Regions from separate parts of the Sus scrofa genome. Here region 2 is linked to region 1. The links are chromatin contacts, called in public Hi-C maps. All regions are on one chromosome and are shown on one strand. The core of a region is the stretch at or near the end of the contact, and the rest is flanking DNA. Distances in the headings are between cores, read along the strand shown. Region 1 holds the start of XPO1 (exportin-1). Region 2 has its middle 110 kb from the start of XPO1.

What was found. Hi-C and Micro-C count contacts between places; a contact is called where the count stands out from the background.
Region 2: a contact with region 1 is called in a Hi-C map of liver, with 7 times the contacts expected there. The contact joins the enhancer-like site here to the promoter of XPO1 in region 1. A contact is called at or near these places in 6 of 47 Hi-C or Micro-C datasets (embryonic fibroblasts, epiblast stem cells, fetal liver and 3 more) and 2 of 2 datasets of contacts at active chromatin or transcription factors (alveolar macrophages and skeletal muscle).

The regions. Positions count from the first base shown.
Region 1 is chr3:80,253,018-80,256,562 of Sscrofa11.1, forward strand. It overlaps XPO1 (exportin-1), which reads left to right and starts at 1,999. Exons shown (of 25, transcript XM_021087484.1): 1 at 1,999-2,812.
Region 2 is chr3:80,143,867-80,147,411 of Sscrofa11.1, forward strand. No RefSeq gene overlaps it. Among named protein-coding and RNA genes, the nearest start is that of XPO1, 110 kb to the right of the region's middle. Within about 2 kb of position 1,840, at least 33 of the 83 cell types and tissues checked have an H3K27ac peak or open chromatin away from gene starts, as enhancers often do. A contact at or near this core is called in embryonic fibroblasts, fetal liver, liver and 1 more, where this site is marked.

The sequences.
Region 1 (3,545 bases), core at 749-3,248:
GCCCACTTCAACCTTTGAAGTCTTGTTTCCAACAAATGGAGATAATGTAAAAAGGATTTTAAATATGTCAGACATGTTTTCTGAAATTGATTCTGAAAACACAGTGATCATACAGAATTATCTCCTCCAGTCACTTCATTTTGCGCTTGTTAATAAGTTTATATTGAATACTCCATTTTGGCTAACTCTAGGCAAAAATAATGGGCTAAATGTTTACATCTGATTAACTATGGTCCAGAGAGATATGATCTCCTAGGGGATATGACTTAAAGACGAGAAGAGCTAAAGAAGAGGACAGAAAACTGGGACTATTTAGTGCTTTATGGGCCACACTGCTCTTTCACACCCATTTGATCTCTATACAGATGAGACAGGCATGGATGATATGAGTCTCATTAATGAGTGAAAAGGAAACTGAGGCCCAAAGAGGTCAAGAGACTTGCCCAAGGTCACATTCTCAGCAAAGCCAGGTCTTACAAACCAGTCGATTTTTATTCATTGTTCTGGCATCTAAAAAAATCAGTGGCCTGGTGCAAGAGCTGAAAATGTGGAGGAAAAACTTTTTAAAAAACAGGACAGTCCTGTAATAGGATGTAAGTATTCCAGATGATCAGTGTATTCGTCACATACATAATACAGTTTGGTTTGATACCATTCAAGCTAAGCAATGAATAAAAAATCTTAGGTCTCAAAGTAATCCAACATCATTTTGGCAAACCTATTGGAGGGTGAGAGAGTTACTCTTAAGCAGTGTTTGGGTATTAGCCTTTGTCCACTGTAAGTGAGAATTTGCTGAAGAAAACTGTGATTTAATAAACCATTTATCAACCTCTTGGTGGCACAATGGGCCTACTAAATGTTGGTGGGCTGCTTGCTGTTTCTTCAGCAAAGAACAATCAGTAAAGCTTACTTGGAGGGCACTTGCGGACAAGAGAGACAACCATGTGAAGGGCCACGTGCGTGTGACTTTCATAGAAAATACTACTTGGTGATGATGAAATTTGTGAAGGGTAACTACCCGAAAGGAAAAAGCGAAGGTAAAGGAAGATCAAGGGCAGCTGGCACTCAAGCTTACCCAGCAAAAAGCACAGGATGTTAAACCAATTACAGGGATTACAGTGTCTTAATTTTTAGGAAGAATTGGTTGTTGAAGCAGCCAAATTCCAACCTGGGGAGACGGCGAGTTAAAATTTGAAGGAGACTTGCCCAAGAACTACTTAGGTAACTTTCCCACGTCTCGGAGAGGAGTAAGAGGCGCCAAGGGAGCGTGCCCCATACCTCACCCCAACCTCTCAACATCTCGGCCCCAAACCCGGTCTGGGGCCTACGACTGGCCTCCGTTGTGTTGTTTTCGCTCCTTTTTTCCACCCCGCCCCTCTCCGATTAAAAAAAAACTGGGTGTGCCCTAGTTTTTGCACAGCCCCCATCCGATGGGTGGGGGACAGGTCCCGACCACTGCGGGTTAAGGCCCTGCAGCTAGGCGGGAGCCGGCGGGGGCCGACCAACGCGAGTCCGGGAGTAGCCGAGCGGACGCAGGCGGCCGCGCGCCGCGCTTAAACTCGCGCCTCCACCAGCTCACGAGCTGCGCCCCACCCGCTTCGTCACCAAAGGCGCCCAGCCAATGAACGGGCCGGAAAGGCCGGGCCTGCGGGCTAAGCCCTGGGAGGGGGAGCGGAGGGAGGAGGACGGGAAGTTGAGGGCGGGCTATATTTGATTGACAGACCTCTCGAACCAATCTTCCGCGCGGCTTCTCTTCGCTCTCTACTCTGCTCTGCTTAGCTCTTCGTCCCACCTTCTCCTCTTCCACCCCCCCTCCTCGCTCCTTTGCGACCCGCCCCACTTCCCTTCCCCCACTCTGCGGGCAAATCGCTGCTGGAAAGAGGCGGGGGCCGAAGCGGCGGGCTCGTGTGGAGCCTAGAGCAGAGATTGATGGGCGATATGACCAATAGGAGGTAGGCTGATGGCGCGGCTATGGCTGGAAGCGGCCAATGGGCAAGCGGACTGGGGGCGGAGGCCCAGGTTCCAAACGCTCCGCGGCGCCATGGGCTGAAAACTCAACCGAGATGGAATCTCCCAGTCTGAACCGGTTTCAACCGGTTCCGAGTTTGAGGCACTAGGAGGAGGGGGAGAAGCGGCTGCAGCGGCCGCGGCAGGAGCAGCGGGAGCTACAGCATCAGCAAGAGCAACAGTAGCTACAGCCCCGGCGGCGGTGCCTGTTCCAGTCTTTGCTGCTGCAGTCCGTGCAACCACCCAGAGGGGGAGGGGGGAACCACCAGTCGCTGAGGAGCAAGAGAAGGGGGGAAAGTTTAGGCGAGCCTGGGTGGGGGGGGCCCAGCACCGGAGCCGCGTGAGAGAGGGAGCCGTATTTTGGTAGGGGGGAGTCGGACTGTAACTGGCAGCAGAGCGTCCCCCGACCGTGTGGACTCTACACCCCCTACTCCTGCCGCTCCTGCTGCCGCCTGTGGCTGGAGGGTCCCCCTGGGGCTGAATCTTTGGGACCTGACCCGGTTCCCCTCCCCCTTCCCTCACGCCCCAGCCAGGCGGGAGCATTTATTCCACATATTAATTCCCCTTCTTTTTTTGGGGGGGAGGGTGGGTGTGTGTGTCGGGGGGAGGTGTCCCTGAGATAGTAAATATTGAGCTTTTTTTTTTTTTTTTGCCCTTATCGCCTTCGTTTTTTTTTTAATTTCTTTTTTTAAGGTGGGGAAACTGTGAAACCCACCTTGATTTCCTCCCCTCTTCCCCCCCTCCCCATCTTCCCTCGCCCTAATCCCCCGACAAGGAAGGAAGAAGCAGTTGGTTCAATCTCTGGGTAAGTCGACTGTGTCTTCGGGGCCGAGGGTCGGGCGGCGGCGCGGCCGGGCGGGAGGAGGCTGGTGTGGGGCGCGGCGGCGGCCGCGGGAGACGAGCCGGGGAGGCGGCGGCGGGCCCACAGCACAGCCTGCGATTGAATGGAGCCGCTTCTGCCGCTGGGGGATGGAGGCGGGGAGGCGGCCGCGGGAGGGGAGCGCTTGCTTGGGTCATTCGCGTGTGCGGGTAGCGGTGGAGGAAGGCAAGGAGCGTGATAGTGAAGTGGGGCCCGGCGCGGGAGTGGAAGGGCTTCCCCAGCCCAAGGGGCCGGGGAGAAGTTAGGGTGATTTCAGGAACATCTCAGGAAATTATTAGGAGTGGAAGTTTCCAGAAATATTTAGTGCAGCAGCATTGAAACGTCCGCCTGCATCACGTGGCCCCTCGGTGGAGAGCTTGGGATCGCGGGAGGGAGGGGCTGATGCCTGCTCCTCCTGCAGGGAAACTCAGAATCTTTGGGTTTTTGCAAAGTAGGATTAAAAGTAGGGAAGGTTATTTGGTTTTTTTGGGGGGGGGGAATCTGCAGGTGAGGTTCCATGCTGTAGTTTTGCTTTCACGGACTTGAGTGTGTTAAGTGATCAAAACGTTTACTGCTGGCGCTGTACAGTGGACAATATCCTGATTCTGCTTCATTCCGATGTCTGAGTTTGGGGTGGGTGGAAGGAAGCGGTGTACTAGAGGAAGCATTAAAGATCTGC
Region 2 (3,545 bases), core at 590-3,089, 110 kb before region 1:
AATGGCAACAAAAACAGATAAGTTCCCAGGAATAAACTTACCAAGAAATGCACAAGATGAAAACTTTAGCACAACAGTTTAAAGAAATTTTTACCAGAACATAAAAGAAGAACAAATGGAAAGGCCAATCATGTTCTTGGATGGGAAATCAGAAGACTCAGTCACAAAATATCAATCCTCTCTACCTTAACCTAGACATTTAGAAACAGATACATCTTTGATCACATTAGCAAACATAGTTCGGGTCACTTATAAGTGAAAACAGAAGCCAGGAGATAGTGAGAGGCTGAAATGCAAAAGATAAATAGAAATTGTTAGCTGAGTGTCATTTTTATGGACTAAAGACAAAACAGCAAAGGCTTGGGGACTCAAAATTTTTGTAACTTTCAAGAACAGAAAGACCCACAAGAGGTGGACTGTGGTAAGAGAGGATGAGCAGGTATGGGAAGAAGCTGGAAAGGTAGTGAGCCACAGAGTGGTGATAGAGTGAGGAAGTGGAAACCCCGATGCTGGCAACTCTGTCCGGAAGGAAGACTAGCTGCTCAGTGGGTAGTGATAGGGCACTAGCTGATATTTCCTCCTTCAGGGAAGTATTCAGCCCCAACCTGGTTCCTTCTAAGTAAGAGGGATTCTTCACTGCTACCTTCAGGATAATGCCCTGCAAATCAGACCTTCATGAAGGCCTCCTGAGACCCCTGGGCTGAGGGACTTGTTCCTTCCCAGCTCCCAGGCTCTCACTGAAAGTCAGTGACTTAGTGCATTTCTCAGCCCTTCACAATATATACCAATCTTTTCACAAGATATTCCACGATTGACTTAATACCAGCAGGGGATGAACACGGCGCTGTTTATCGGGGAATGGGACAAGGGCTAGAACCGCCACTCCTTCCAGGCCAGCCCTCCATGGTGTGCATGGTGTGCAGCCTGTGGTGAGGACTGGGAGAAAGTTAACCTGATATTTGAACAAGACCCTGCCCTCATTACTCAGTGTCCTGCCCAGGAGGGCTAATGAATGATATGGCAATGTGGACCTAGGAAATACTATTTGATACACCTGACTAATGCCTGATTTCCCAGAGAACTAATGTCCCAGAGAAGCTTAGGCTCTGGGAAGGTAACTTAAAGTCTATTTCCTGGAACAAAGTCCCACAGCAGTCCTGCTTCATAAGCTGCCAAATAAAACTGTCGGAATGTATTTAAGAAAGCCAGGCCAGTCTGGCTATGTTTATTGGGAATAGCTACATGAGACAAAGAGGAAAAGAGTTCTCATTCCATTCATTCACAGATATTTACTGAGCATCTACCATGTGCCAAGTCCTATTCAAGGTGGTGGGAATACAGAAAAGAGCCAAGTAGATGAAACACTTGTCCTCACAAAGCTAACATTCTAGTGGGAGGAAAGACAATAAAGATAACAGATGACAATAGATATGCATATATTAGCAGGTTGTATTACAATTTCAGTTAGTGTAGGTAAATGTCTATAGGACATTTTTAGGACACAAATGGGTGTTGGTAGAAAGCATAGCTATGATGGATATTAATCATCATATTAGCTATTAGGTAGAGTAGCTAGGGAAGAGCTTTCTGAGAAGGTGACATGTAAGCTGAATCCTGAAAGATGAGCCTGTCTTGTGAGGAGTGAGGGAGAGAGAGAAATGTTACAAAGGCCTGAGTTAGATAAGAATTTGGAATGTTTTAAAAAACAGAAAGAAAGTCCATTTCTGCAGTGTGCTAAGCTAGGGAAGAGATCTTAAACACAAGGCTGGGGAGGCAGGCGTGCCGTGATAAGGGAGGCGGGGGTTCCCTAACTCACTGTGCTCTTACAGCACAATTATCTGTTCTACTGTAATGCAGCCCACTCAGAAGCTGCCTGGCCTCAGCTCCGAGAGAGGACATCTTCGGAACGTCCCAAGAGTGGCGGAAACAGATGTAAAAAAATCTATGCTCTAAAGCTTACACATAGCCCCCTTCAGGGTGCTTCTGGAATTTTCTCTCAGGTCTTTTACTTTCATGTTACATGACTTCTACATAAATTTCCTTATCTGGTTTCTAGCCCAGGGTAGATTAGAAAGGGAGGGAAGGGCAGGCACTCTCTTCATTTCGTCATCAAAATTCAGCTGACATTTTGATCCAGTGAGTCATTTTGCTTGGAAACCACCTTTCCCCCTGACGGACTTCAGCCTGCAGTGTAAGAATTCCAGGATTCCTCAGAACACCATTACAACATATTTCGTGTAACATGATGTAGTGGCAGAACACTGATACATGTCAGTCTTGGATGCAAATTCGGACTCCAACATTCCTAATTCCATGTTCCCTCTGGACTGTGAATGATTTAAGAACATTGTGTCTTAGTCATCTTTGAATTCACATAATCCATGCCCCTACTCCAAGCCAGAAATAATGCTCATTATGTAATCGTGCTTGATAAATGGATCTTGAATGAATAAATGAAAGCATGATCGTGGATAAATTACCCTCTCTGATCCTCAGCTGCCTCATCTATAGAAGGAAATAGCATCACCACCTCAAGGACTTGCTTGAAATGCTAAATAACAATATATGCAGAAAGCACAATGTACAGTATAACATACATATGCATGCGAGGTATTTTGCTACTTGGGGCAGAATCAGAGGTGTTCTTCAAAGGGTCAAGAGAATCTTTAAGTCCTTGCGCCTACGACTTGAAATAGTTGCCACTAGATGGCAATGTTTTCTTAAGGCACATTGAGCCATTTTTCAGTTTACCCTAAGGGCCTTCTCAGACTTGAGTGTTCTCTTACAACTGGGCAAACAGTATGCTTTAGACCACGTGCTCAGTCATGGATAGCTTTGAGGAAATCAACATTCCCATTCTCAGCTTCTCTATGTCCTCTTTCCTAAGACTAACCCGCTTAGGAAAGTACCTGTGTTCATGATTAACCCTTCTCCAACTTTTCAAAAAAAAAGAATACCCATTATTCCTCCCAAATCTGATTTTATGGCACCACCAGGTGAATATCCTGCAGGGCATCAAACAAAAGGGAATCTCCTTCAACGATGAATGAGGAACCGGTCTTTCCCTAGTTTTTATATACTTCTGTGAAGAGTGAAACATGGCTTTAGAAATGGGATATTTTGGCTGATTTTGATATCATGCTGTTCGTTAATGGTCTGAATATAATATGCAGTATATGGGGTGATGGGATTAAGACTTCTGCTATCCCCTAAGTATCAAAGAAAGCATTTATTTTAAGGATAAAAAGCACAGGGGAATCTTTTTGAAATGCTAAACAATAGTTTTTCAAATACTTAAATATAATTATTTTTGCCTATTCTCAATACTAATCCCAAAGTCTTTTTTTTTTTTTAAGGGCCACATGCAGCATAGGGAAGTTCCCTTCTAGGAATAGAATAGGAACTGTAGCCGTCTACACCACAGCCATAGCCACAGCAACACTGGATCAGAGTAGAATCTGTGACCTACACACCACAGCTTGTGGCAATGCCTGATCCTTAACCCACTGAGTGAGGCCAATGATTGAACCCAAATCCTCAAAGGA